Linked DNA regions of Mus musculus: regions 2, 3, 4, 5, 6 and 7 are each linked to region 1. Evidence: chromatin contacts called from public Hi-C, HiChIP or PLAC-seq and promoter capture Hi-C data. All regions are on one chromosome and are shown on one strand. Each heading gives the region's core, a stretch centred on a gene start, on an enhancer-like site or on the middle of the called end of the contact. The rest is flanking DNA. Distances are from core to core; before and after follow the strand shown.

Region 1 (3,625 bases), core at 394-2,893:
GAGAATTTAGGGCCCATCTTAGCCCTGCAATGTTTAAATGGCAGGGAGACAGCTAGTCAAAGAGAAATATCTCCAGTTCAAAGCTGCATGGAAGGCTTGAGGTTCTGAGATTCTAGGAAATAGGTCCCTATCGGGGAGTAAAAATCTTAGCAACCCACTGCAGCCTCCAAGAGTGCGTAGCCCCACTACTTCAGGCTAGGCATACTAGATTGGGTCCTGTCCTGTGGTATCTGGGGTTTTTGTTTTGTTTTGTTTTGTTTTATTATTGTTGTTTGGTTTGGTTTTTTGTTTTGTTTTGTTTTGTTTTGAGACAGGGTCTTACTATGTAGCTTTGGCTAGCCTGTGTGTAACTCCCTGCCCTAGAAACCATAGAGTGTTGCGTGCCTCTGCCTCCGGAGTCCTGGGATTAAAAGTATGTGCCACAGTACCTCTCGTTGGCCTCTGGGTTTTAATTTGCTCAGTCCTGTGTACTGATCTGCGTTGTGTCCTTTGTTCTGTGAGTCCGTCCAATCGGAGCTTTGGTGCAGGTGTTCAGTTGCTCATGTGAAATTCCCTTGAGGCCTATTACATCTGAGTTTACCAGTCCTTTGCTCAGAATTTTAGGTTACAGAGACAGGAGCAGACTGAGGAGGAACACGGAGACTAAAGAGGGCTAATATTGATTGAGTGAATACTAGGTGCCAAGGTCGCTACCTTCATCATCCCCCGCGCTATTTCTCACAACTGTCTCACAAAGCACTAAAATTACTTCCCACCCTTCACAGGGTATCAAGGCCAGGTAAGAGGCCACACGTGAGGGACAAGGCAAGACCTAAGGTCATCAATAGCCAGCCTGAGGAATCTTGGCTAAGACTTACGCGCCTGCAAAATATGCTTGCAGTTTAGCTAAAAGGTGGGGAAGAGAAAGAAAGCTAAACCACTCGGTCGGTTCTTAAGTCCAGAACAGCCTTGTTAATGGCTAAGGACAAAGCCGCACCTAAACCTTCGGGTCTAAGTGCCTTGGGAGGAACCCTGGCAGGAGACGAGGGCGGGAGGGAGGCTGGCAGGCTGCTACATCAGCGGGCAGAGAAATGGCGAATACCCGGAGCGAGACCGAGGCATCAGGCCACAGGGCCCACTAAGGGCGGATGACTGCGTCCAACAGTCCTCGTCGATGTATGAAAAGGGACCCGCGGGGAAGAGAGATCCTGTAGAGAAGATGGGGAGACTGCGGCAGACAGGGTGTGGGTTCGAGGCAAGGGGAGGGCGAGAGCAGAACCCCTCCTCTGAGCTGTGGGACGAGGCCCGCGCGCAGAGGAGGGCAGACCCTAAAGAGCAGGCGGGTGCGGGCGGAGACCTTCAGCTCAAGGACACCGAGCCAGGCGGGGTGGAGTGAGCAGCGGCCCTGAGAAGCCGACAAGCGCCCAGCGCTCAGCTCCAGGGCAGAGTGTCTCGGCCGCCCCCGCGCGCCCTCCCAGCCCGGGCCGCGCGCGCCCGGCGCTGGCATGAAATTGGCTGCAGCCGTAATGAGTCCGCGCGGCGCGGAGGAGGCTGAGGGCCCGCCAGGGAGCCCTGTGCGCCTCGTTTAGCTTGTTTATTGTTCAGGCCTAATTAAAACGTTCCACCGCTCTGCGTTTACATCCGCCCCCCGCTAATGAATTCGCGGCCGCCGGGCGATTTCGGAAACTGCCGCGGGCCGGAAGGGGGTGGGTAGGAGGCGGCCGAGCTGGGGAGGGAGCGAGGGTGAGGACGCCCCCGCACGCATCTCTTCCACCACCCCAGGAGGCTGCAGACGTCCCGCGATTGGCTCCGAAGTCGATGTCTGCTTCCCCAGCCGCAGCGCCCCAAACTGGGACAGGCATTTGGAGGCGATGGAGATCTGGTCATAGCCAGGGGAAGGAAAGCCAGGAGCCAGAGTAGGACCGGTGCGCCCAAGGCCCTGATGCTAGTGAAGGCCTACGCGCATGAGCGCACCTGCCCCGGGAAGCGCGTCCACGCAGCATCTGTGCGCGCTATTGTCATGTCGGTCTCCCTCTGGCTATTTCTCCCCAGCAGTGATAGTCTGAGCCGGGCTTGCAATACTTCTGGTCTTCCTAGCTGTAACTGTTTGCCAGTTTTGCTGTCTGCCTCCTTGTCACGACCTCAGAGAGGGCAGATGGAGCCAGTGGAGAGAGAGAGAAAGAAGGCTCCATTCCAGCCCCGCTGCTCCTGCAGACACCAGCACGCACACTCAGGCACACATCGCCTGTGAATTCACTTCTCACGATGCCTTCCGCCGCATGTAGCCAAATGAAATACTCAGAAAGCAATGGAAATATTACTCACACACGACCACGTGGAAATACACAAATGAACAAACACGCTCAGACATAGCTGAATGCCAGTCGCACACAGATGGAAAGACAGGAGCCTGGGGCATAAAGCCACATGGCACAAAGCTACTTGGATATGTATGCCCCTACACACACACACACACACACACACACACAACTGCACACCTATCCAGAAAATTGTGCACAAGTGCCATCTAACACATGTCAGTGTGCCTTCCAGAAGGCCCCAGTTCCTCTTAGAAATGGGATCACCCAGCCTGCCTCTTGAACCTGCCTCCATTCTATCTATTCCAGTTCTTTGTACCCAGCCAAAAAGAAAAAAAGCTGTTCGCTGCGCTCACAATTTGTCCACCCTCCTCAGAATGGCCATAGAGAAGTACTTGTCATTCTGTTTCATGCACTATTGGGTTTCTTCTTCCACACCCCACTCCTAACTCTGCTCTTCCAGACAGCTTTCTCACATGAACTCGCTAGCTCTCCTTATACATTTACCCTAGTCATTTACCATTTTCAGTCTGATATATCTAGGGGATCACCAAGTTACTTGCACTTGAGTGTGCTCTACACCAACATGGACGGGGTTATGAGCCACCCTTGGTGGGGATGGATAATCAGGACAGGGCAGTTCTTGACTATCTGATGCCACACTGGGGTGTGAGCGCTCTATGTTTAACAGGCAGAAGACTGGAATCTCCAGCGGCAGCTGCAAGGTCTCCTGTCACATCCGACAAGGTTCTTCAAAATGGCTTTTCAGAGCTATGTGGAAGGAGGGGGCACATGCACACACATACACACACATGGTGTCTTTCCACATTCACCTTGTACTTAACTGGAAATATTATTCCCTGGCTGGGCCTTCACCTTATTCTCCAGCCGTGGTTCCTAACAACACTTGACTGTTTTCAGAATTTAGATCCACCCCTAAAGGATACAAATTTGCCTCTGGTGAGAGACTGCTCAGAGCTACACTGCAGGCTTTAAGGCGATCCCCAAAGAGGAATTGCCAGGAATGACCCAGCGACCGCAGCAGTGTAAGTGCTACTTAGAATGAGATGGCACGGCCCGGAATAGATGGGCTCTCTGAACAAAAAAGAAAAGCAAGGTCACCCTAAAATAATAGTAAATAAATAAATCTTTACCTCCCCAACACACTGCTGGTTGATTCATTCCATCCCACTCCCAGTGGCGTGTGGCCCGTGCCAGCTCCCAAATCTGTCCCCTTTACAACTCCAGCCTTTAGAAGCCTCCCTCCCTCACACAAGCGGTTAGCTGCTCGTTCCCTATCTCCTCTCTTTCTGTTTCCTATCAATTAC
Region 2 (3,625 bases), core at 640-3,139, 450 kb after region 1:
AGGAGAAAGAATCAAGCCGCGTGAGCAGAAAAGAAAGGGGGGGGGGGGCAGAAACAGGGCCCCACAGGTTCTCATGTATCTCTCTCCAAGTTACGGCAAAACACAAGCCAGGCTTGGTGACACAGGCCTGTGTGAAGGCAAAAAGACAGAAGAAAAGTTCAAGAGCTTCCTGGGCTTGAGCGAATGAGCACTGTCTCAAAATAAAAAAGTGAAAACAGGCCGGGCAGTGGTGGCTCAGGCCTTTAATCCCAGCACTTGAGAGGCAGAGGCAGGTGGATTTCTGAGTTCGAGCGAGGCCAGCCTCATCTACATAGTGACTTACAGGACAGCCAGGGGCTATGTAGAGAGACCCTGTCTCAGAAATCTTTAAACATATATATAATATTTAGATAATATATAGCTTACATATTTCATACTATATATTATATATGCTTGTATATAACATATGAAGACATAGATGATATGTTATTTTTAAAAGTGAAAACAGATATAGAGATATAGCTCCGTGGTGAAATATTTTCCTGAATGCATGAGATCCTGAGTTCAATCCCCAGTATGGAAAAAAAAAATTTTTTTTAATTAAAAATTAGAGGGCTGGTGAGATGACTCAGTGGTTAAGAGCGCCAACTGCTCTTCCAAAGGTCCTGAGTTCAAATCCCAGCAACTACATGGTGGCTTCACAACCATCCCTAACGAAATTTGATGCCCTCTTCTGGAGTGTCTAAAGACAGCTACAGTGTACTTACATATAATAAATAAATGAATAAATAAATAAATAAAATTAGAATGTAAAATTTACTATAAGGAGAATGATAAAACGTAAACAAAAACCGATGTATAACTCTCCCAAACGGAGAACATAAACCAGAGTGTCCTTAGGAGATGATCACATTAGTAGCCCTAGGGGAAAAAAAAATTTTTTTTTTCAAAGACAGGGTTTCTCTGTGTAGCCCTGGCTGTCCTGGAACTCACTCTATAGACCAGGCTGGCTTCGAACTCAGAAATTCACCTGCCTGTGCCTCTCAAGTGCTGGGATTAAAGACATGTGCCACCATTGCCCGGCGGAAAAATAATTTTTTAAATAAAAATAAAAACAATAAATAAAAAGGAAAAGGAAGCCGGGCGTGGTGGCGCAAGCCTTTAATCCCAGCGCTAGGGAGGCAGAGACAGGTGGATTTCTGAGTTCGAGGCCAGCCTGGACTACAAAGTAAGTTCCAGGACAGCCAGAGCTATACAGAGAAACTCTGTCTCGGAAAAAAAGAAAAAAGGAAAAGGAAAAAAACACAGATAATCTCAGAAACTAGGTGTGTCCTGAGCCATAAAGGGTCCCACCTTCAAGTCAGGCAGCAGCTGCTGGGTCTCCTCCTTGCTGCAGAGCAGAGTGGCGAAGTTGACTCCTTTGAAGTTCCTCATGGCAAAAGTCTAGATACAACGAAATGGTTTGTAGAAGCCTGCGAAGGGTTGTAATGGAAATAACTGGAGGAAAGAAGGGATTGAAAGTTGTAGGAGGATTCAAAGGATGAAGCAGGCAAAGAATCCCACCAGAAATCCTATGCGGGGAGAGGCCGATATAAACTGGGCTCCCGTTACAAACTGACAAGTCCACTGTTCCTTCCTCCAGGACGCTCCTTGTCCTCAGTGTCCCACCAGGCCACCGCAGGGGTCTCCACAGGGTCCTGGGCGCCGAGCACACCCTTTCGGGGGCCGCCGAGCCTCCGCAGAAACGCCCCGTTTCTTCCCAGGTCAGCAATGGGAATGTCACTTACCGCGGCTTGAGCGCGCGCTCACCAGACCCTCCGTGCCTTAATTCCCTCGAAGCTGCCGTTCCTCACCGGCCTAGCAGCGTCCTCCAGCCCGAGCTCCACCAAGCACCGGGTGGGCACGCTTCGTTTTCCGCGCCAGCACCTCCTTTCAAATATCCCTAGTGACCAATCAGCGAGAAAGCGTAACGCAGGCCGGCCGCGTGGCGCTCTGGGAGTTGTAGTTTATCTGCCGCGCTGTCTGTCACGTGTTCCTGGAGGGGCGGGTACAACTCTGGACCGGAAAGACTCTGGGACACAGTCTCCTTCTTCAACCTCAGTCAATTACAGTCATTTCGCAGTTGGGTGGTCAATCACTAAGTCTTTCTTGCCTTTATTCCCTGAGCTCAGGCAGGATTTTAAATTTCAAGAGAATTAAAATAAGAAACCCACATGGCTTGCTTTGCGTTACTAGGAAAGAAAAGGTGTAATAGCCTTTGATGTATTTTTTTGTTTTTATTTTTGTTTTTTGAGACTGGTTCTCACTACGTGATCCTAGCTGTCCTGGAACTTGCTAAATAGACCAGGCTGGCCTCTAAGAGAGATCCACCTGCCTAATGCTGGGGTTGAAGGTGTACACCACCACACAGGGTCTTTGGGATTCTTTAAAACTCTGACTTTGTGGAGAGGGACACTGAAAAGGGTGCAGGGACAACCTCCGGGTTCTCCTAGGTTCTCCTCCCTCCCAAGTTTGGATTCCAGCCTACATCTTACATGGGTTGTATAAGAAAGGCTATAGAGTTGAGTGAAGAGTAAAGGGAAGAATTCATTGTGAACGTTCACAGTCTTTTGTTTTGTTTGTTTTTTGAAACAGGGTTCAAAATACTGAGCGTAGGGATTTCTGAGTTCCAGGACAGCCAGGGCTACACAGAGAAGCCCTGTCTCAGGAAAAATCAAAAGAAAGAAAGAAAGAAAGAAAGAAAGAAAGAGAGAGAGAGAGAGAGAGAGAGAGAGAGAGAGAGAGAGAAAGAAAGAAAGAGGGAGGGAGGGAGGGAGGGAGGGAGGAAGGAAGGAAGAAAAAGAAAGGGGGAGACATAGGAAGGGGAGGGAATAAGAGAAAAAACTGACATCTCCCCCACTAGAAAATTTCAGCGTGGGAATGGCAATATTTAATGCAGACACTAACAATGCCGAGCTTTTTTCTCAAGTCAGGGGCATAAGGAAGAAGCAGCCATCCTGGAAATTGACCACCTTTATCTCCTAGCCATGGCCCCTCTCCCTTATCTGCCTGCCTACCAAGTAGTCTAACTCCTGCTCTCTCAGATGCACTATAAAGTCAAGGGTGGTACCAAACATCACCCACCACCAGAGGGTAGGGAATACTTACTAAGGAGGCTGAGGAGCTAAAAAAGCTTAAAGTTCAAAGGCAGCCTGGGTTGTCTAGTGAGACCTCGTCTCAAAATCAAAACAAAACAAAAAATCTTTTTAAAAGCGGGCCTGGGGCTGGAGAGATGGCTCAGAGGTTAAGAGCACTGACTGCTCTTCCAGAGATCCTGAGTTCAATTCCCAGCAACCACATGGTGGCTCACAACCATCTGTAATGGGATCTGATGCTCTCTTCTGGTGTGTCTGAAGACAACTATGGTGTACTCCTACACATAAAAGAAATAAATAAATATTAAAAAAAAAAAAAGCGGGCCTGGAGAGATGGTTCAACAGTAAACAGCAATGGCTGCTCTCCCAGAGGGCCTCTGTTCAATTTCCAGCACCCACATGGTGGCTCACAGCTCTCTAACTCCAGTTCCAGGGATCTGGTCCATTTGGGTAGCAGACACAGACATGGTACCCAGGCATATGTAGAGACAAAAACACCTATAAACATAAGT
Region 3 (3,625 bases), core at 460-2,959, 400 kb before region 1:
CCAAGAGCTAGTAGCAGAGTGGGAAAAAGAATAGAGATTAGAGCTTGTGGCCTATCTCAAACCAACTTTCAGCTCTCCTAGTGTTCCTATTTAGAATGCCAGTCCCTCTCCTTCCCTCCGATATTTCCCCAGAGAAGTAAATTCAACTGGAGCATGAGACATTGAGGTTAGACACATGGATCGACTGCCCAGCAATGGCCATCAGATGATGCAGAAATAAGTTGCTTAGGGGGAAACCAATTGCTTTTCTTTTCAGAAGCCTGATTGTCAGCCTGCCTGAACCTACACTTTAGCAGACAAGGTTGAATTAGCCTGTGTGTGAGGATACTTTCTCTTCTCTGATTGGGCCCTCATGCTCTCAGATACAATGCAAGCAGGTCAGCTGCAATAGAATCTCCCCCACCCCCACCCCCCCGTACATTTTGCCTGTTCTTCTGTCCCCACAGCCCCGCTCAGATCCTCAAGTCTCCGGGCCCTGCTCGCAGAAGGGATGGCGGAGAGCCCAGAATGGTCCTCTGCGGGGACCTGTGCCAAGCCAGGTTGCCATTTCCATTTTCATTAATTGAAGTGGCGTAATCCTGATCATCTCAGGTCAACAGTTAACTGTTGCTGGCTGGGAGCCTGTGGAGAACTGCCTATGCAGGACGTGCTCTCCTCCCTAACCTTAACCCTTGACCCTAACCTCCACGGTGCTGACTTCTTAGCTAGCTCCCCACCTCACACACATGGCCAACCTCACCTCTTGGGATTCCAGTTTCTATCCTCTCAGGAAGGCCCTCCTGGTGTCTATCTGCTATCCCGCTTGTTGTAATTGGGACTCAATTTTCTTTCTTTGTTCGGTTTAAAAAACATCCTTACAAATGCAGTTGCCTCTTGAAGCTTCCTGTGCTGTGGTTTGGGAGGACAGTATGTCGCTGAACAAAAGGTTTTGTTTTCCAACCCTGAATAGGCAAAGCAAATAGGTGGTGGTCTGGCTGAGTGTAAGAGTGAACACAGGCTTCCCTTCTTACTCAGCTTTGGGGAGGGTCTCTGCCTTACCCTATGAGGGTCATGCTTTGGCATCCTTTCTGCCCATGCTTGGCAGTGTCGCTTTGTGAGTGTCATTACCCCGGGAGAGGTCAGGTGATGTTTTGTCTTGCAGCATGAGTGTGTTAATACACATTTGTGTACTTCTGTGGTTCTAGGGACCATATTTGTTTGCCATTCTTAATCTTCCAGATGGACACTGGTATAAGTGAGTGTAGCCAATTTTTGCTGCTGCTATGTCTTTGTGCGTCTTCAGGATGTGTGTGTGTGTGTTCGTGCGTAGCCTCTTAGTTTTCAGTCTTCATAGGCTGATGTCTTTCTGAGTGTCCTCTGGCCGGGTTCAGAAGGGAGGGAGAGAAGCGTCGGAGGCAAAGGATTGGGCAGGAGGGGGTGCGTGGCAATCTGTGACTCGGAAAACAGACGTGCAGCGCGTGCGGGGCGGAGGCGGGGGCACTCTGGCCCCCAGCTCCTCCGCAATCCAATTAAATAACATTTAAATGCATAACCAGCCCGCGCGCCGATGAGGCTGGAGATTGGAGCGGGCGCGGCGGCGGGCTGCGCGGGCGGCGTTTTGTGGAGCTCAGCGATTCTGGCGGCAATTTCCCCGCGCCGCGCGGCTTTTACGAGCCCGCTCCCGGCGCCCGCCCGCTCCGCTGAGCCCGCCGCCTCCGCCCGCCTCAGTCTGCCTCCGCCCGCGCAGCCCGGCAGCGTGTGGTCCTGCTGCCCGCGCCGCCCCGCCTGTTCCTCTTCGGAGCTGTCCTGGGCTCCTTACTTCCAAAGCCTACCTACCTTAATCCTTTGGACAGAGCGCCCAGCCCTCAGTGCATTGCTGCTTTTCACCTGCTGGCTGCATCCACCTCTGACCTGGACCCCTTTTGGCCTGTGCAATTCCGCTCTATCTCTGGGTCACTGGCTCTGCACAGCTTGTGTTTCTCTCTGCCTCAGTTTACTCTCTTAGGCCTCCTGTGCCCTTTACCTTGAGCCCTTCCCTTTCCTCTTCAAGCCTACATCCTAGCACCAGAGTAAGAGGCTTGAAGGAGAGGCAGAAGGTGGTGGTAACAAGTGCATGGTTGGAAGAGGTGGCTTCTTCTCTGTATCCTTTCAGCATAGAAAGGACCGGCCTGTTCATTCAGGACCATCAGACGGCTCCTGTCCAGAAGTCCTGAGATTGATAGATGTGGGTCCATCAGCCCTGAGGTTAGTATGAAAGGGGCCACTTGCTGAAGAACCAAGAGCAGCCCCACCCCGAGATCCCTGATCTTCTGAAGACAGAATCCCAGGAAGACAGAAAGCAAGACAAGCCATTTCATGTCTTGTGTGGTACCCGACTCCCCTGTTTCATCTTCCCGTTCCCTCCCTTGCATATCTGTGTTCTGCCCCCCAACATATGGAACCTGGCATTTACCATATGCTGACGACCCAGGCAGATTTAGGGAAGATCTTTCCTGGCAGACAAACAGCAAGGGGAAACCCTCCTGCGAGCAGTCTGGCATGCTGGAGGAATGGCATTGAGGCCGGTATGGCTGGAGCAGGGAAAATAAGGAAGGGAATGAGCTGTGGCTTCTAAGAGGTCACAGAAAGCTAATCACGATCATGTGGGGACTAATGAGTCACAGCTAAACTTGCACTTCCACTCTGAATGGACAGGGAGCCATTGGAGAGTCAGGGCCTGAGAGTGATATGCATACTCCCCTTGACTACTCAATGCTGTCATGTTGAGAATGCAGTGGGAAACAAGGACGTCCAAGAGTGCACTGTAGCAGCAAGGAGAGAGTGGGGCCTGGATGAATGTTGCAGAGTCAGCTCGGGGTGGGGGTGGGGGGTGGTTGCGGTGAGTCAGATGGGAACCGTGGAAGCAGCATCATCAAGGAAAAACTAAGAGGTTTTTGTGTTGTTTTGTTTCCTACCAGTGACCAGAACATGGAACTTGTCATTACCTGGTATCATGGAATACCAAGGAGCTGGCATCAGGAGACATGCTTTGGACACATTTAGTGTGAGATGCCTGCTAAAGATCCAAGTAGAGGAGGCTCATGGGTCTTAGTTTCCTGTGAAGACTAGGCTGGCGATAGAGATTTAGGAGTCCTCAGTGATACTGGGTGTGATCCTTCAGGGGTCCAAAGACAAGAGCACAGATACTTCAATATTGCAACAGAATGGAAAAAAAAAAAAAACTGCTGAGGAGGATTTGGGGGAGAGATGTGGGATGAGGACTCTTGACTTGGCCATTCCTCATTCTGAGCAGCCCTCATTGGTCGTTTTCTATATGGTCCTGGCTTCATTCCCCTGGGAACTCTGCACAACAGCCACTCTGGGCACTTTGTGCCACTCACTGTTGACCAGGGCCTGCAAGATTCCAGATGCTCAGCCTTCTAGACCAGGAAAAACAGATCAATAGGGTCTGAAATCCTGCCTCCTCTTTAAAGCTTTGCCAATAGGGAAACTGAGGCCTTGAGAAACAGTTTGCTTGGGGACTCCTGCCAGCAAGCGACCAAGGCCCCTAGAGCAGAACTGAATGTTCCTTGTGTACCTGCACTGTCACAGGCAGCAGAGGGCTACTGAGCACAAGGCTACACCCATGAGACAGAGGCTCGAAGGA
Region 4 (3,625 bases), core at 371-2,870, 380 kb before region 1:
ACTTGGGAAGCAGAGGCAGGGGGAGCTCTGTGAATTTGAGGTCACTTTGATCTACATACTGAGTTCCAGGACAGCTAGGACTATGTAGAGTATTGCAAAAAGCAGACAGACAAAAGGGGGAGCTTAACACACAGAGTACTACAAGACTCCACTATTTGAGGTTTGTCTGGTCCTCTCAATCCCCTCGTGTGGGCTCTATTCTGTTTCTCTTCCCCTTGACAACTGCTGGGGGAGAATCTGCCCTTCCATCCCTTAGAACCAGCCCTGTGACTTGGCATCAGGCCTTCTCAGGTCCCCACTGGGATGCCGGGGCTGCAGAAGCTTGGCAAGTTTCCAGTGGGCGCCCCTGGTGAGGTCTGCTGCTGCTGCTACCTCAGGGACCGGAGTTTCCCATCACCCTGGGTTCCCATACTTCTGTCTTCCGGCCCACAGCCAAGATATCCTGCCTTCCATCCCCGACCCTGACCTCTGGAGCCCTTCTTAGCCTGAGAACAGGCTCCTTGTTTTATCACCCTACTCTGAGAATACTGAGGCTGGAATTCTAAGAGACCAGAAAAACTCTTCCAAAGTGTGAAGAAGGGGGAGGGCTCCTGAGTGAATGAGACCCCCATCCTACATTTCTGCTTCTGACTAGCCCTCATTTTCCCACATCACCCCTGGGAGAGGAGTTGGTGGAGGCTGCAGAGAGTACCCCCAAACTTCTGAGCTTCACATACCTTACCGACAGGAGATGTTCCTTGCAGGGAGCTGAAGGGGAGTCAGTACCTGTGCAAGGCACCCTAGGGTCCTGTCCCTTACATCTCCCACTCTCTTGTGGTCCCTAAGGATCTTGGATATATCCAGAGACCAAGGAGCGGCTGCCCCTCAGTCCTGCTCTAGAGAGAAGAAGAGAAAGGCCATGGGAAAATCCCTGGGAAAAAAAAAGTTAAGGAAGGGTGGTGGCTCCCTCCTCCCAGCAGCCTAATAAAATCCACCTTTGAAGACAGGCAGAAGAACCCAGGGGGTGAAGTTGAGGGCAGAGGAGGGTCTGTGGTTGCTGGGGGCTGAAATTGCTCTTAGTGAGTCCTGGCAAGATCCCAAAAAGGAAAATGCCAGGGCTCTGTAAGTAAAGTTTGGCTGTGAGCATGAATATCAGAGAATCTCATCTTGAGTAGGTGTGAGGGCCCCAGAGGCTGGAGCTGAGTCACACATTTCTTACTTTATGAGATATTTGCTTACAGGAGACCCAGAGAGGGAAAAGATCCAGGCTGAGTCACACAGCATTTGTGTGTTCCTCATTGTTGGCTGGGCCTGGCTTTCTCCTGCTTTCTCTCTTTTCCTTCATATAAATTTAAAAATACTTCTGTTCTCCACTCTCAGCAAACACTATGCTTATTCCAAACACTCTTCCTCCTCAATAGTTACCTGTGAACTTTGACCTCAGGAATCCACTTTGGGGAGGGCACTTGGAGAAAACAAGATAGATCTCCTTAACTCTCCCAAGGGCTTGCAGGTGGCCTGCTAAATTGCCCCTTCAAAGGAAAATTAAAGCAATGTGTGTTTTATGGAGTGCTGTTTTGGGCTGTAGCTAGGGTGGAGTTACAGGCTCAGGACTGAGGCATGTCGGGGTGAGATACCTGGACCAGCAGAGCCCAACATGTCTGCTTCACTCCCTGGTACCCCACTTCCTGTCAGAGTAGACAAGCCCAAAGAACCTACCCCAGGAACTACTTCCTGTAGTATTTTTTTCTCTCACAAGGAAGCCCTGGGAAGCACATGTCCCCTCTGGGGCCCCACCTCTTGGATTTCTGAGACCACATTGCCAGGGTCTAAGCCTGGGATCTGTAACACCCCAGGGTATTTTTCTGACAGGCTGCCAGTGTAGAGAAAAGAGGACCCCTCTGTTTAGGCTCCAGGCCATCTTGCTCTTGGCCCTGCAGTGTTTCCTTCTGACAGTCAAACTAATTTTTTGTTTCTTTTCCTTTTTCTTTTTCTCTCTATTTTTGGCTTTGCGACAGGGGTTCATTTAACCCATGATGGTTTGGAATTTGATATGTAGCCAAGGATGTTCTGGAATTTCTGACTCCTACCTTTACTTCCTGAGTGCTGGGAATACATGCTTATATCGCCACACCCATCTTATAACGTGGTGAGGATTGAACCCAGGGCTTTGGGCATTTTAGGCCAACACTTTACCAACTCTTCAGCTCCTAGGTCCCCGTTTGTTGTGGGATTCAGAGTGAGTCATTTTGTTTTCCTTTTCGTTCTTTATTTCCAGGGAGGTCTTTTTGAAAAGAGGATCTAAAGTAATCATTCCTAATAGAATGCTCGTGGCAGAGGAAGCCCCAGTCTGCTTGTTATGGTTTTAATATGAAATATTTCCCCACAGGCTTGCATGTGGAACCAATTGGTCCCCAGCTGGGGGCGCTGTTTTAGGGTGTGATGGAAACATTAGGAGGTGGAGCTTAGATGGAGGAAGGCAACTGGGGCATACCTCTGGAGGGTCCTGTTCCTGGTTTCCATAAGCTGAGTAACTCTGTCCTCTACATCATCACAGCTATGATGCTCTGCTCCACTGGACACAGTGTTGCCCAGGCCATAGTTAAAGGCCTGAAACTGTGAGCAGAGACATGGCCTTTGAAGTTGTTCCTCAAGTCATTGTCTCAGTGACAGAAAACCCAACACTACCCCAGATGAATTCTTCATTGTTCAACTAAGGGCAAGGGCATGTCTCAGGGAAAGAGCCTGGGTAAAAGAAAATCTAGGTTCTGATTCTGACCCAAGTCTCTTCTTTTTAGGCCTTATTTTTCCCATGTGTAAGACATGGAGCTGGAATCCGTGAACTTCAAAGGTCCTTTAGAGGTGGCTGAAAGCCTAGGTAAATGAGTGCAGGACAATGATAATAGCCAATGTATTTGACCCCTAGAATGTGCTCGGTCCTACGTGTTGTGCATTTTCCATAGGCTGTCCTATTTAAGATTCAACCACATGATTATATAGCATTATGTAATTGCATAGTGAGACTTGTTCTCCAGAAGAAAAAGTCCTATGAGTAAAATAAGACACAGAGAAGCTAAGTAACTGAGGACTTCTTTTTTGGTTTTGTTTTGTTTTCTTATTTTGAGAGAGGGCCTTACTGTGTAGTTCAGTCTGATTTTGAACCGGAGATCCTCCTTCTTCAGCCTCCCGAGTCCTGGGATTGCAGGCATGTGCTGCCATACCAAGCTCTAAATCGTGGCTTCTTGGAGGAGGCCTTGTAAAGCTGAGAGGAGGTTTAGCTTTGTAGAGAGGGACTCCAGGAAGCTCTGAGGGTTCCTGGCCAGAGCATCACACGTATAATGCTATAGAAGAGCTCTTCCCTGGGTTAGGGATGTAGCTCTACGGTAGAACACTTCTCAAGCATCAGTGAGGCCTCCAAGAACTGAGAAAAGAAAGGCTTGCTCTTTAGCCAAATGTGGTAGCACACATCTCCAATCCCAGCACTTGGAGTCTTAGGCAAGAGGATCATGGGTTTGAGGCTGGCCTCTGTTACATAGTGAGACTTGTTCTCTCCAGAAGAAAAAGTCCAAAGCCCTTGTTTGTCTCTCATCTGCACCAGGAGGCCCTGTGCCAGGAACTGGAGTAGCCCAGCCCACAGAGTCCTGAG
Region 5 (3,625 bases), core at 482-2,981, 370 kb after region 1:
TGGGGAGAGCCTGGCTCCTTTGCTTCCACCCCCATCCCTGCTCCCATCTGGCCTTGATCAGTGGGTCCCTGGGGAGGGAGCCGCGGTTTCGGATACAGGAAAATGTTCCAGGAAGCGGCCACTGTGCTGAACCCGGCTTGGGCTCCCCCAGCGGAAATTGTTACAGGAAGGAGGAGGGGAGGGAGTGTTGCGATAGGATTAAGGATGGAGGAGGGTGGCTCTTGGCTCCTCTCTGGATGGGATAAAGCTGAATAAGTTGATGGGAATCTCAGGTCAGCCAGGATCCTGGATGCTACCACCTCAATCATTTAATGCAAAACTGGGAACTTGGAAAATAGGGTCCCTTTCCCTTTTTATTCTCTCGAATCCTTTTTATAGTTCTATTACCTACCATGAATGCCAGCTGGGACCAGGATACCTGGGTATTGCCTGAAAATGACTTGGCTTGGTGAGGGGCTAAAGAGTCAGCCCCTCTCCTCTCCGCATTGAAGGGGCTTTGAAGCTCATGTCCAGGACTGGGAGGGATGCCTAATTGGGATAATGGAGGTTAATGGGGCGCCTGGAGGGGGTGGCCACGCTTCTAGATCAAAGAAGCCAGCTCTTCCCAACCACCACAGCTGGAGGTCACAGCTGGAGGGGGAGGGGCAGGGACTCAGAGCCAGCCAGCAGGGGGTGCTCTGGCCTCGGAATGCTTGTCCTCTGGCGTCTCAGGCTCCTTCTTCGATCTGCTTTTGCCCGAGAACGCTTATCCTGAGGTTCTGAGTCCTCTTTTTTGGGTGCTGGGGAAGAGGGAAAGGTCAACAGGATGTCAACTTCCTCAGGTTGTTGCAGGGTCCCAAAGCACTAGCTTTAGATCCAGTTTGGAGAAAGCCAAGGCTGGGAGGCTAAGTTTATAAGGGAGGCAGAGAAAGACCCGACTTGGCATTGGGGGTGTTGGCTAGGATGGAGGCCAAGGGGCACCAGCGCTTCCCCGCCATCGCCCCCCTCCCCGGGGTTGGCGCTCCCTCTCGGGCTCTAATCGGCGCGGCGGCCGCAGCGGGCAGAGTCAGCGCCGCCAGTCTCCGGGACGCGACTCCCAGCAATTGTGGTCGGGACCGCAGATATGCAGCTGCCTCCTGCCCGGGCGCCTGGCCCGGCCGGCCCCGCCTGCGCCCCGCCCCGCCCCCAGCCGGCCCGCCCCTTGCCTGCCAGCAGCACCGGGACACTGAGGCATGCAAGAGGTCCCAGGTGGCCAGCGTAAGCGGTGGAGATGCCCCAGCCCAGACCTCACTATGTTCATTGTCCCTCTGCCCGCTCTGTTTCTCAGCTTTAGCTGGAGGCTTATACTTTCACTGTACGCCTTGCTTCGAGCCTCCTCTTGGAAAAAGTCGAACAGTGCTTTGATGCTTTGAAATGCAGGGGAGGGGAGGGATGTCTGACTGAGATGGAGGAGGAGGGTGGAGATGGGCGCGATGGCGGACTCTCATTGACAAGGGCAGCGGGGAAAGTTTCTAAGTAGAGGAGAAAAGGACGGAATGGGAGAAGCAGGGGCGAGTGTCAAAGGGTAGGAAAATAGTTCTTTAGAGGCACCCCAGCCATTCAGGGGCTTCCTGCTAGAATGCTGAGAGAAAACGCTCAGATACTGCACTGGCCCCTTCCTCAATGCTGAGCAGAGCCACTGACTATCCAGAGCTATTCTCAGCACTGAACTTTAAAACCTGCATGCCTGCTCATTTTTCCTGTGAGGCTGGCTCTCCTTTCCACCCCGTACACTTTGACCTCTGGCTTGGTGTGATGACACCAATTGCCATCCTCATCTCCAGTTTTGTCCTCCAGCAACCTGTGATGAACTAACACGTATCATGTATGAAGCAAGTACTAAGCGGTGGATACTGTTTATAGTTAAGGGATAGAGGTGTAGTCCAGTGGTAGTTATAAGTGTAGTCTGGTAGTAGTTATAAGTGTAGTCTGGTAGTAGTTATAGGTGTAGTTTAGTTATATTATAGGTGTAGTCCAGTGGTAGTTATAGGTGTAGTTTAGTGGTAGAGCGCTTATGTAGTTTGTGTGAGACCCTGTGATTGATGTCTAGCATCGAGTGGGTGGTCCAGCATACATTTCTAATTTTTGTGGGTTTTAAAAAATTAGCCAGGCCGTAGTGGCCCATACCTTTAGCCCCAGAGCTCAAAGGCAGAGGCAGGAAGATCTCTGTGAGTTTGAAGCCAACCTGGTCTACAGAGTGAGTTCCAGGACAGCCAGGGCTCACAGTGAAACCCTTTCTCAAAAAACCAAATAAACCAAATTGCTTTTGAGTGTGTGTGTGTGTGTGTGTGTGTGTGTATGTGTGTGTGTGTCACAATGCATATGTGGTGGAGGTCAGGAGTCAGTGCTATCCTTTTACCTTGTAGGTCACAGGGATAGAATTCAGGTCCCCTGGCACGATGGCAGGTATCTTTACCCACTGAGCACTGTGCACAGTTTCAAATCATTATAACAACCTTGAGAGATGACTGTCTTGTTTCTCCTTTCTACAGAAGAGGAATCCTAGGTTAAACAGTTTGCCCAAGCTTGCACCATACTAAATGGCTGACAGACACAGAACTGTCGGGCTCTAAGACCCCCTTTCATGCTCATCTTTGCAGCCAGGGCTATCTTTTTAATATACAAACATTTCTATATGTTGTCCTGGGGATTAAGGTCACATACCTTGCATAGCTGATGAGACATTTCCCACCCCCACTTTCTCTCTCATGTTCTGGGGTGGAACTCCTGGGATCTATGCTTGTGAAACACTCTACCACTGTCTACAGAATCCAACCCCCACATCCCCTTTGTGTGTGTGGCAGAGCTTCACTAAATTGCCTATGCTGGCCGTGGGCTCTTGAGTAGCCCGCAGTCTCTGGAGTAGCTGGGAATACAGGCCCATTCCACGAGGCCTGGTTCAGCCTTCACCCTATGCTCCAGTCATATGCACAGAGGTGCTAACTCTTCTTACCCTGGAACAATGTGCATTTGCAATATTTCTATTTTGTTGTTGTTTTCTTGGAGGACGGAATGTCGGGATATAGCTGCCTGACCTGGAATTCACAATTCTCTTGCCTTTCTGCCTTCTGTCCCAATTGTCGTAATTGCCAGTGTGTTCAACCTCACCCCGCCAGACCAAGTCTTATTTTTATTGAGCCTTGAGCCTTCCTTCCTTCCTTCCTTCCTTCTTCCCTTCCTTCCTTCCTTCCTTCCTTCCTTCCTTCCTTCCTTCCTTCATACCTCCCTCGTCTCCTTCCATTTTCTTCCTTCTTTCCTCTGGTAGAATCTTACTATGTAGCTCTGGCTAGTTTTAAACTCATGGCACCGCACTCCCTCTACCTCAGCCTCCTAAGTGCTAGGACCACCTTCAGCTTTTTTGGTTTCTTTATATGGTTTTCTTCTAGCCTTCCACTACTGACTTAGATCAATTCTGTCTCCTGTAGCACACACTACTTGCTTTAATTAAAAGGCTTCCTCTTTTTGTTAGTTACAGGATAGTTTGTGAGGCACAGAACTGGATCAGTCATGTTTATGGTTGCAGACCTGTGTGCCTAGCTCTGTGTGCTCTGCATAAAGTAGGTGTTTGCTGAGTGAGTCAACTCTCTGTAGACTTACCCTATATCTC
Region 6 (3,625 bases), core at 473-2,972, 360 kb before region 1:
ATCTGGAAGGGGAGGGAAGAGGAAGGCAGCAGTGAAAAGAAAAGAAGAAATTAAAATGAAGGCCCTGAGCCTGCTAAAGACTGCCAGATTAATACAAAGGGTGGGAGAAGCACTGTGTGGGCTGAGAAGGGCTAGCAGGCAGTGGCCGCCCAAGGGAAGAGCCCCAGAGAGACAGTCTGTCTTTAGGAAAGGTGGGGAGGAAGGCAGGCAGGAGAGGAGCTGCATAGGAAGGCCCTGCCCACTGGGCCGCACGGAGGGTGAAGACTGGACCTGCTTCTCTCTCTTCTGGTTCCAAGCCAGGGTTTTAGCCCCCACCAGCCTCCCTGAGCCCAGGGCTAAGGCTGACAGGACTGCAGCTTCTCTGGGCCCTGGGTAGATTTGAATAATTAAGTCATCTGGATTCTTATGATTTACCATTTTCAATGATAAATAGACAGCGCCCAAGCCAGCCAGTTGGCAAAACTCTGGCTGCTAGTTATAATCTGTCAAGCTGCCAGCAGATTCATGTTTTATGCTAATGGAGAGAGGCTCATTGACTAGGGGTGGCTGCGACCGGGTCAGCTCTTTCCTCAGGCACCCCAGAGGTCGAGAGGTCGGAGAAGAAGGGTTGAGGCTGATATGGATTTTCTGTAAGGGTCAGTGTAATTTTGTAATAATTCAGCAGTGCACACAAACTGGCACACAGAGGGTCACGTATGCAGAGATATGTTCAGGCCTCATACACCCACATCACCCTCCACGTACTGGCAGTTGGACCTGTACAGGCCTTTGGGCTTGGGGCGGGCACCTAAGATAGGACTGGGTCCACTTGTCCACCTCTGCAACCATCTTGAACACGCACACCCTGTGTTCACCTTCAGAGGTGCAATTATACCAAGATAAACTTATAGATATATTCGTCAGCCTGGAGAAACGGATGACATCACCCCCACACTCATGTGCCTGCACTGTGACGGAACAGTCTGCATTACAAAGCTGAGAGGTAACCAGGACCTCCATTCCTTTTCCACCCATTCCATACCCTTTACTTCAGGGCATGAAAGCGCCAAGTCCCGGAAAAAGCAGCGGGCTGTGTGTCACCCTGCCGACTAGGGTGGCAGGGACAGATCTGAGAAGACATGAGAGCCCGACACCTGACAAATGCAAAGACTGCCGTGAAAATCAGTTGACAGACACCAAATTTGTCTTTTTTTTCCCCATCTGTTTATTTGTGTATCTATCCACAACACACGGAGGTCTCAGGGTGGCAAAGATCTTCCTATCCTCGAGGCACTCCGAGGTAAAGGCGGTGCTTTGCCTGTGATGAATACTGAAGAAAATATTAACAGAGCAGACAGCTGCAGCTACTGGCCTGAAAAATGGGCCAAATTGCTCATTTTCCCTCCTAGGTCTCCACCTCAACAAATGTGGATATCATTGCTGGCTTGAGGGGTCTAAGAACAGGTCTAGGTCTGGGTGAAGACCTCCTGCTCCTGGATGTGGAAATCCTGGCCTTTGGTGTGATAGGATATGCTAATTCCAGACCAAATTAAAAGAGCCTGGCCTCTCTTCTGACCCCCAGGTGCCCTCGCGACAGATCAATGTGTGCAGGGAAAACGGAGAAGAAGGCAGCTGCCCTTCTGCTGAGAAGAGAATTTGAATTTTCATTGACTATGAGCAGGACTGGAAGCTGCAGGTCCTTCCTCCCGGCAGCTTTGAGGCTGACAGGAACAGGGCACAGGGAGAGATGAGCAGAGCGGGGTTAAACATTCATTTTCCAGGTCCGAGGAGGGGCGAGGACAAACCACACACAAAACAGAACTGCGAGGAGCTCAAAGGAGGTGGGAAGCCACTCAGCTTCGCTCCTCATGGCTGTTCAGCCTGCTGAGGTCCTGAGTCCTTCAAAGCAGATGAGGGATGAGGAAGTGAGTGTGGGCTCATCCTTTCCACAGTCACCTGGATTGAGCCTTTCTTGGGGGGTTGGTGTAGACAATGAGGGGAATCCACATTCTGATGTTCAGGGGTCAGAGTCTGCTAGGCTAGTGGGAAACACAACCTCCCAAACACACAAAGAATAGGGAAATGTGCTTTTCGTTTTTAGAAAGTTTAAGGTTTTAATTTGTGATACTGACCCTCATCCCCAGAGAGCAGTAACCTTGGGGACACCAGCACCTCTCTCCCAGAAACAGGGATGGAGTGGAAATGGAAAATGCAGAATTGTCTACAGTGAGTTAAGGCTATAAAGGTCAAAGTCACAACTGGTACCCTGCCCCTGGTTAGCAAATCCCCGGGCTTCTCACTTAGGGCCTCTTCTTTGAATCCCTGTATTTGCATCCTCATTATAAACTCCAGACAGAGGCAGAGTGTATGCCAGCCAGCCTCAGGGTCTCAGAGCAGGGCCTGCTGGGATACAAAAATCAAGAGTCCTGGCTCAGCATAGACAAAGGGGGAAAGAACACCAGGAAAAAAAAACAAAAAACAAAAACAAAGGCGGGGGGTGGGGGGGTGGGAGGAGAGGGAGGAGGAGGAGAGGAGAGGGAGGGGGAGGATTGGAGGAAAGAAGAGGGGCAACGTTATAGGAAGTGCTGGACAGAGGCCTCTTTGAAGAGGGTACTGTGAAGATTTTACTGAACCAGCTTACCTCTCTAGCTGTTGAGTTGGGGGATTTCTCAGCCAATGATCAAGGGTTACACTGCTCTTGGAAGACCTGACCCAATGACTTATCCCATCCCACTTTGGGGGAAACAAAGGAGATGTACTTTTATCTTATTTTTGTAGTGCTGAGGATTGAACCCCAGGACCTCACAAGTACTCTCACACACACAAATGTACAAATGAACCTGAATCATACACATAGACATATATTATATACACACAAAGAAACCTGAGTCACAACACGGAGAAGGGGATAGCTCAGTGGGACAGCACCTGCCTAGCATGCATGAGATATTGGGTTTGAGCCTCAACACCAAAACAAACAAAACAAACCTTGAATCTAATTGGGCAGTTTCCACAGGAGCACTGAGGACAAGGCATAGGTAATGTAGTACAGGCCCAACAGGCAACAAATACCAAGTTGATTCTTCTCCAAGCAGAGTCTAGAGTCATTTTGACAACTCATCCCTTGTATGGGTTCTGTAAATTACCCCATGCACCAGAGACTTGCTCGGCTCAGAGACTGGCCCTATGCCCTTTCTTACACAGAATTCATTCTTTAGTTCCTCCAGAGTTTATAAACTTCATACCAAACTCCTCTCAAATGAATCTCACCTATCCAAGCATGGGGAAACCCCTTAACCTTGTAGTCTTTTGGGGTAACTGATGGAAACGAGTGTAGTAAAGAATTTGCTAAGGATAGAAAAGTTTTCTTTAAGCAGTATATGGTGGTTTATGCCTGTAAATTTCAGCACTCAAAAGGGTAAAGCAGGTAAAGTAGTCTGCTATGAGTTCAAGGACATCATGAACTACATAGGAAGTGCCAGGCCAGCCTAGGCTTTAGAGTGAGACCTTGTCCCAGAAACAACAAAATCAAGGTTTTTCTTCTTATCAATGAAGAAAACAAAGATTCCCCTCTCCTACCTGGTGGAACAGGCCCCCTCCTCTTCCTTTTCCCATGTACCTATTAAGGAAGTCAAAACTGCTGAGC
Region 7 (3,625 bases), core at 630-3,129, 320 kb before region 1:
TGGCACAAATGACCTACAAGACTGAATTACACTGATACTACTAGCTGAATCTTCAGTCTGGGGCTGTGGATGTATCCACATGCCAAACCCTCTCTCTGTACCTCTTTCTGGGAGCTGGGCTTGAACAGGCCATAGGAAACAAAGTTGCTCATGGCCTAAGCCTCCACCCCAGATCTCCCTGGAACTGATACAGAAACTAAGATGCTGGAGTTAGAAACTCACATTGTACCCCAGAAGAAAAGAACCTCCTATAGGACAACCATCCTGACTTGAGTAGCAAACACTTGTTTCAGAGAAGATAGAACTTCAGATTTCCTGGTGACAGGAATCCCTACCTGCCTGACTACCTAAGACAAAGTTAGCCACCTGGGTGAACAGGCACTGTAGAGAAAGTGGCTGTGTTTCATGGCAAGACCCTACATTAAGGTGGTAATGTTGGGCTATGGCGGAGGAAGGATTGGGTTTAGACAGAAGCAAGCACTTCTGACTGTCAGCGAGTGGTTGTGGAGGCCATCGGGAGCTGCTCAGGCACTGTGTTCCAGGAGGAAGGAGTAGTGATAAGATTATCTATGAATTGAAAAGGATTTGGGGACTCCATCATATTGTAAAGCCAGTGATGACTGAGGAGGAAGCCAGAGAGAAGCCAATCATCTACATGGACAGGGACCAAGTATCTGGAGCCCCCTGGCTGGCATAATGTCTCACACGGAGCTGTGTGGAGAGTCTCACTAAAGCCTTCCCTTGAGCCATGGTGAAAGCTCTAAGCTTTGGTGCCTGCTACTCATCAGGAACCAACCAAATATTTTGGTGAGTGGATGGATGTGGACAAATATTTACAAGCAGGTGTTATACTTATTCATCTGAGGGGTAAAATATAGCAGCATGCCAGGTATATGGCTGAACAAACCCCAGTTAGCAGGTTAGATGGAAGCGATCCTGGAAATAAGCTACGATTCTGAGCAATGGAATAGATCATGTGGTGGCTTGGGAGCATGTAGTTATAGGAGCTGCTTCAAAGCTACACAGAAAGTGGCTCCACACTGTGGGACTTGGATGCTCTTCTTCAACCTCCAGCTGTATTTCAACTCTCAGAACCAGCAGCTTCTGGGGAAGGGGGAACTGATCAGTCAGCCCCTGGACCCAGCCCAAAGCAGATACGTAAAACATAGTGGTTTGAAGAAACTTATGAGTCAGGGTCAAATGCTAACCCAGCCATCAGCTGGAGTGGGTCTGTAGGTGTGGAATGCACTTCCCTGGGTCTGATTCTTCATCTCTAAAACTAGGGGTGCCAGTGAATGGAGAAGAATTATCTGTAAGGTGTTTGCTGCCTATGACAATCTGGCTCAGGCTGACTTTCAACTCCTTATTTTCCTGCCTCAGCCTCCTGAGTGCCAGGGTTACTTGAGTACTTATCCATGCTGGGGAGACTATTTTCCAGCTCTTGAGAGTCTCTCTACCTTCTTCCCCCCCCAACCCCCCACTGCTATTGCTTTCAGCCTCTCCTCTGCCTCTCTGCCTCTCAGCCTCTCTGCCCCAAGAGGCTTTGGGGCTGTTTCTTCCCCTCTGCTCCAGTTGGTTTTCTTCCCAGAGCTCCCTGTTTTCTGAGCATTTTCCTTTCTCTCCTGAGCCTCTCCAGCACCGAGGATGTGGAGGCTGGGAACTGGGAGCTCTTGAGGACTTCTTTCTATGTTCCTGCAGCTTGCAGTGCCCGCCCCTGCCCAGTGCAACCGGCTCATAACCGTTGCGGCACTGTGCCCTGGGCAGGGCTAATGCGATCTGGAAAGACCCTGGCGGGCGGCGGGCAGTCTGGCCTGAGCGTCCTGGGCCGTGCTGATGGATGGTCCCCTGACAGTAATCGCAGAATGAGGACTTGCTGGCGACGCTCTCGCCCGAGGCCCCGCTGTTTGGCCAGCCCAGGAGTCCCTCCCTTGCCCCTCCTCCTAACTCCCAGGCGTTCTCAGATCTCTGGGTTTAGGAGTGCCTCCTGCTTCCAGGCTAGGTCAATCTAGCCCCTCCTTGCCCTCTCGCTCAAGATTCTGACCTCTGTTTTGTAATCTTCCTTGGATCCACTCATAATCTGTAATTCTGAACGAACTACTTAATCTTCCCCAACCTCAGTTTCCCCTTTTGCGCAATGAGAAATAGTGGTTATTTATAGCTTGAGTGGAGAATATTGAGAACACAGGAGAAAATGCTGAGAAAAATCGTCACTCTCCCTGAAGAATTGACTTTTATTTGTAGTTTACAGTGCTCAGAATAATCTGAGCTAAATATATGAGGACGAGTGGGTATTTACACAGTAGTTGCTTCTATGCATACATGCTCATCATACTTTTAGACTAAACAGATACACTAGAAAACAAGAGAGCAATATCGGTAGTGCTTCGACACCTCAGAGCAACACTGGGTACAGGTTTTCCTCAGTAGGACTCCTTATTTTATTGAGGCCCACCTACTAGACTCTCAGTCTGAACTCAGTGTTGAGACCCTCAGCATCCATAAGGCAAGGAGGAGCTAAAAAGGAGGATCCACTTTGGGGAGGTATTCTGGGATCATTCCCCAGCAACTGTCAAATTGCTTAGGTTTGAAGTTCTCCCATTCCTCCACCCCAGGGGAGCCCCCCTTGGGCACCACCCTTGGGGAGTGGAGAGACTGGGAGATCCAGACCAATTACACTTTGGAGAGCACACCAGACGCCTGCTCATTCTCTTTTAACCTTTCCCTCTCCTCAGAACCAAATTGAGTTAGTCTTGAGTTTTGATTTAATTCCCCAAATGGAGTCCTAATCTGCTTAGTGTCCTTTTTCCAAGTCATGGGTTTGAAGTGTGTGTGGTGAGGTAATGAAAGAGCAGCTCTGTGGCTTCTGCAAAATTCACACACTCATGTCCCAAATGCCAAAGAACAAGAGACACCGTGGCCCTGGGGGGAGGGGTGACGGTGACCTCAGCATGGCCCTGAGGTGGTGCTGGTAATAATAACCTCAGCAAATATTTATTGGGCAGGACTGAGCTGAACACTCTATATGCACTCTGCTCATTGAATTCTCACGAGTGCCTTCCAAGTCAGTGTCCCTCACATCCCCAATTTAGAGATGAAAAAAACTGAGGCTCAGACTGAGCCTTGAGCCTGAGGCTTCTTAGTTGTTACACTGTATCCCAGAGCTGTTTAGTAACTGACAGAACCTATGTTTGAAACTACAGTTAGATAGCAGATCTGTGTTCTTAACTACTTCATCCTGTGACCCTGGGCAAGACATATAGCTTCAAGGTGCTCAGTTCCTTCGCTTTCCAAACACTGATAATAACCAGAAAGAAGAAGAAGACACTCCCTGAATAGTGCTGTTGATAAGGTGAGATAAGACATTTACCAACCTGGCAGCATTCGATAGACTGTTACATAAGCATAGGTTGGGGGATGGGTGTCGAAGGAAGGATGCAATGCAACTAACGATGAACTGTTATCATTGATAATGAGAGCCCTACAAACTAAAAAACTGCTATGCCTGCTTAACAGATGAAGAAACTAGGTTTCAGGTGAATGAAGGCCTAAAGCCATTGTGTTAATGAATAGCAGAACAAAACTTGTCTCCAAACATGGGGCTCTTGAATTCCAAAGCTGCAGCTCC

What was found. Promoter capture Hi-C pulls out the DNA fragments that hold promoters and counts their contacts. Hi-C and Micro-C count contacts between places; a contact is called where the count stands out from the background. HiChIP or PLAC-seq counts read pairs in DNA pulled down with a chosen protein or histone mark.
Region 2: a contact with region 1 is called in a promoter capture Hi-C map of pre-B cells, with 2.7 times the contacts expected there. The contact joins the promoter of Espl1 here to the promoter of Cistr in region 1.
Region 3: an H3K4me3 HiChIP or PLAC-seq map of forebrain shows a contact between it and region 1, with 5 times the contacts expected there. The contact joins the promoter of D930007P13Rik here to the promoter of Cistr in region 1. A contact is called at or near these places in 16 of 39 promoter capture datasets (the 3T3-L1 cell line, 3T3-L1-derived adipocytes, the HPC-7 cell line and 11 more), 3 of 15 datasets of contacts at CTCF or cohesin (the NIH/3T3 cell line and large pre-B cells), 2 of 484 Hi-C or Micro-C datasets (both in embryonic stem cells) and 13 of 115 datasets of contacts at active chromatin or transcription factors (CD8 T cells, embryonic basal ganglia, embryonic forebrain and 8 more).
Region 4: a contact with region 1 is called in a Hi-C map of the C2C12 cell line, with 2.0 times the contacts expected there. The contact joins the enhancer-like site here to the promoter of Cistr in region 1. A contact is called at or near these places in 4 of 15 datasets of contacts at CTCF or cohesin (the NIH/3T3 cell line, embryonic stem cells and pro-B cells), 18 of 484 Hi-C or Micro-C datasets (the AML12 cell line, the C2C12 cell line, the G1E-ER4 cell line and 11 more), 10 of 115 datasets of contacts at active chromatin or transcription factors (embryonic forebrain, embryonic hindbrain, embryonic midbrain and 6 more) and 1 of 9 other capture datasets (embryonic stem cells).
Region 5: a contact with region 1 is called in a Hi-C map of pro-B cells, with 4 times the contacts expected there. The contact joins the enhancer-like site here to the promoter of Cistr in region 1. A contact is called at or near these places in 1 of 39 promoter capture datasets (pre-B cells) and 3 of 484 Hi-C or Micro-C datasets (embryonic stem cells and pro-B cells).
Region 6: a contact with region 1 is called in an H3K4me3 HiChIP or PLAC-seq map of stem cell-derived neural progenitor cells, with 3 times the contacts expected there. The contact joins the enhancer-like site here to the promoter of Cistr in region 1. A contact is called at or near these places in 1 of 15 datasets of contacts at CTCF or cohesin (the NIH/3T3 cell line), 1 of 484 Hi-C or Micro-C datasets (cerebral cortex) and 7 of 115 datasets of contacts at active chromatin or transcription factors (SST interneurons, embryonic hindbrain, embryonic stem cells and 3 more).
Region 7: an H3K4me3 HiChIP or PLAC-seq map of embryonic limb bud shows a contact between it and region 1, with 5 times the contacts expected there. The contact joins the enhancer-like site here to the promoter of Cistr in region 1. A contact is called at or near these places in 1 of 15 datasets of contacts at CTCF or cohesin (the NIH/3T3 cell line), 1 of 484 Hi-C or Micro-C datasets (nephron progenitors) and 5 of 115 datasets of contacts at active chromatin or transcription factors (SST interneurons, astrocytes, embryonic limb bud and 2 more).

What each region holds. Positions count from the first base shown.
Region 1 is chr15:102,744,927-102,748,551 of GRCm38.p6, reverse strand. Cistr (chondrogenesis associated transcript) reads left to right here and starts at 1,643. Exons shown (of 1, transcript NR_104334.1): 1 at 1,643-2,111. It also overlaps a transcript of Gm36560 not described here.
Region 2 is chr15:102,294,557-102,298,181 of GRCm38.p6, reverse strand. Espl1 (extra spindle pole bodies 1, separase) reads right to left here and starts at 1,889. Exons shown (of 31, transcript NM_001014976.2): 1 at 1,767-1,889; 2 at 1,333-1,422. The coding sequence starts at 1,413.
Region 3 is chr15:103,144,912-103,148,536 of GRCm38.p6, reverse strand. It overlaps D930007P13Rik (Riken cDNA D930007P13 gene), which reads left to right and starts at 1,709. Exons shown (of 7, transcript NR_045743.1): 1 at 1,709-2,223; 2 at 2,937-3,022.
Region 4 is chr15:103,126,191-103,129,815 of GRCm38.p6, reverse strand. It overlaps D930007P13Rik (Riken cDNA D930007P13 gene), which reads left to right. Exons shown (of 7, transcript NR_045743.1): 4 at 2,778-2,857; 5 at 3,578-3,625. Among named protein-coding and RNA genes, the nearest start is that of D930007P13Rik, 19 kb to the left of the region's middle. Within about 2 kb of position 1,620, at least 26 of the 459 cell types and tissues checked have an H3K27ac peak or open chromatin away from gene starts, as enhancers often do. A contact at or near this core is called in the C2C12 cell line, the G1E-ER4 cell line, the NIH/3T3 cell line and 1 more, where this site is marked.
Region 5 is chr15:102,374,422-102,378,046 of GRCm38.p6, reverse strand. No RefSeq gene overlaps it. Among named protein-coding and RNA genes, the nearest start is that of Sp7, 9.9 kb to the right of the region's middle. Within about 2 kb of position 1,731, at least 222 of the 459 cell types and tissues checked have an H3K27ac peak or open chromatin away from gene starts, as enhancers often do. A contact at or near this core is called in pre-B cells and pro-B cells, where this site is marked.
Region 6 is chr15:103,105,113-103,108,737 of GRCm38.p6, reverse strand. No RefSeq gene overlaps it. Among named protein-coding and RNA genes, the nearest start is that of Gm28876, 2.5 kb to the right of the region's middle. Within about 2 kb of position 1,722, at least 3 of the 459 cell types and tissues checked have an H3K27ac peak or open chromatin away from gene starts, as enhancers often do.
Region 7 is chr15:103,067,590-103,071,214 of GRCm38.p6, reverse strand. No RefSeq gene overlaps it. Among named protein-coding and RNA genes, the nearest start is that of Gm30528, 8.8 kb to the right of the region's middle. Within about 2 kb of position 1,879, at least 47 of the 459 cell types and tissues checked have an H3K27ac peak or open chromatin away from gene starts, as enhancers often do.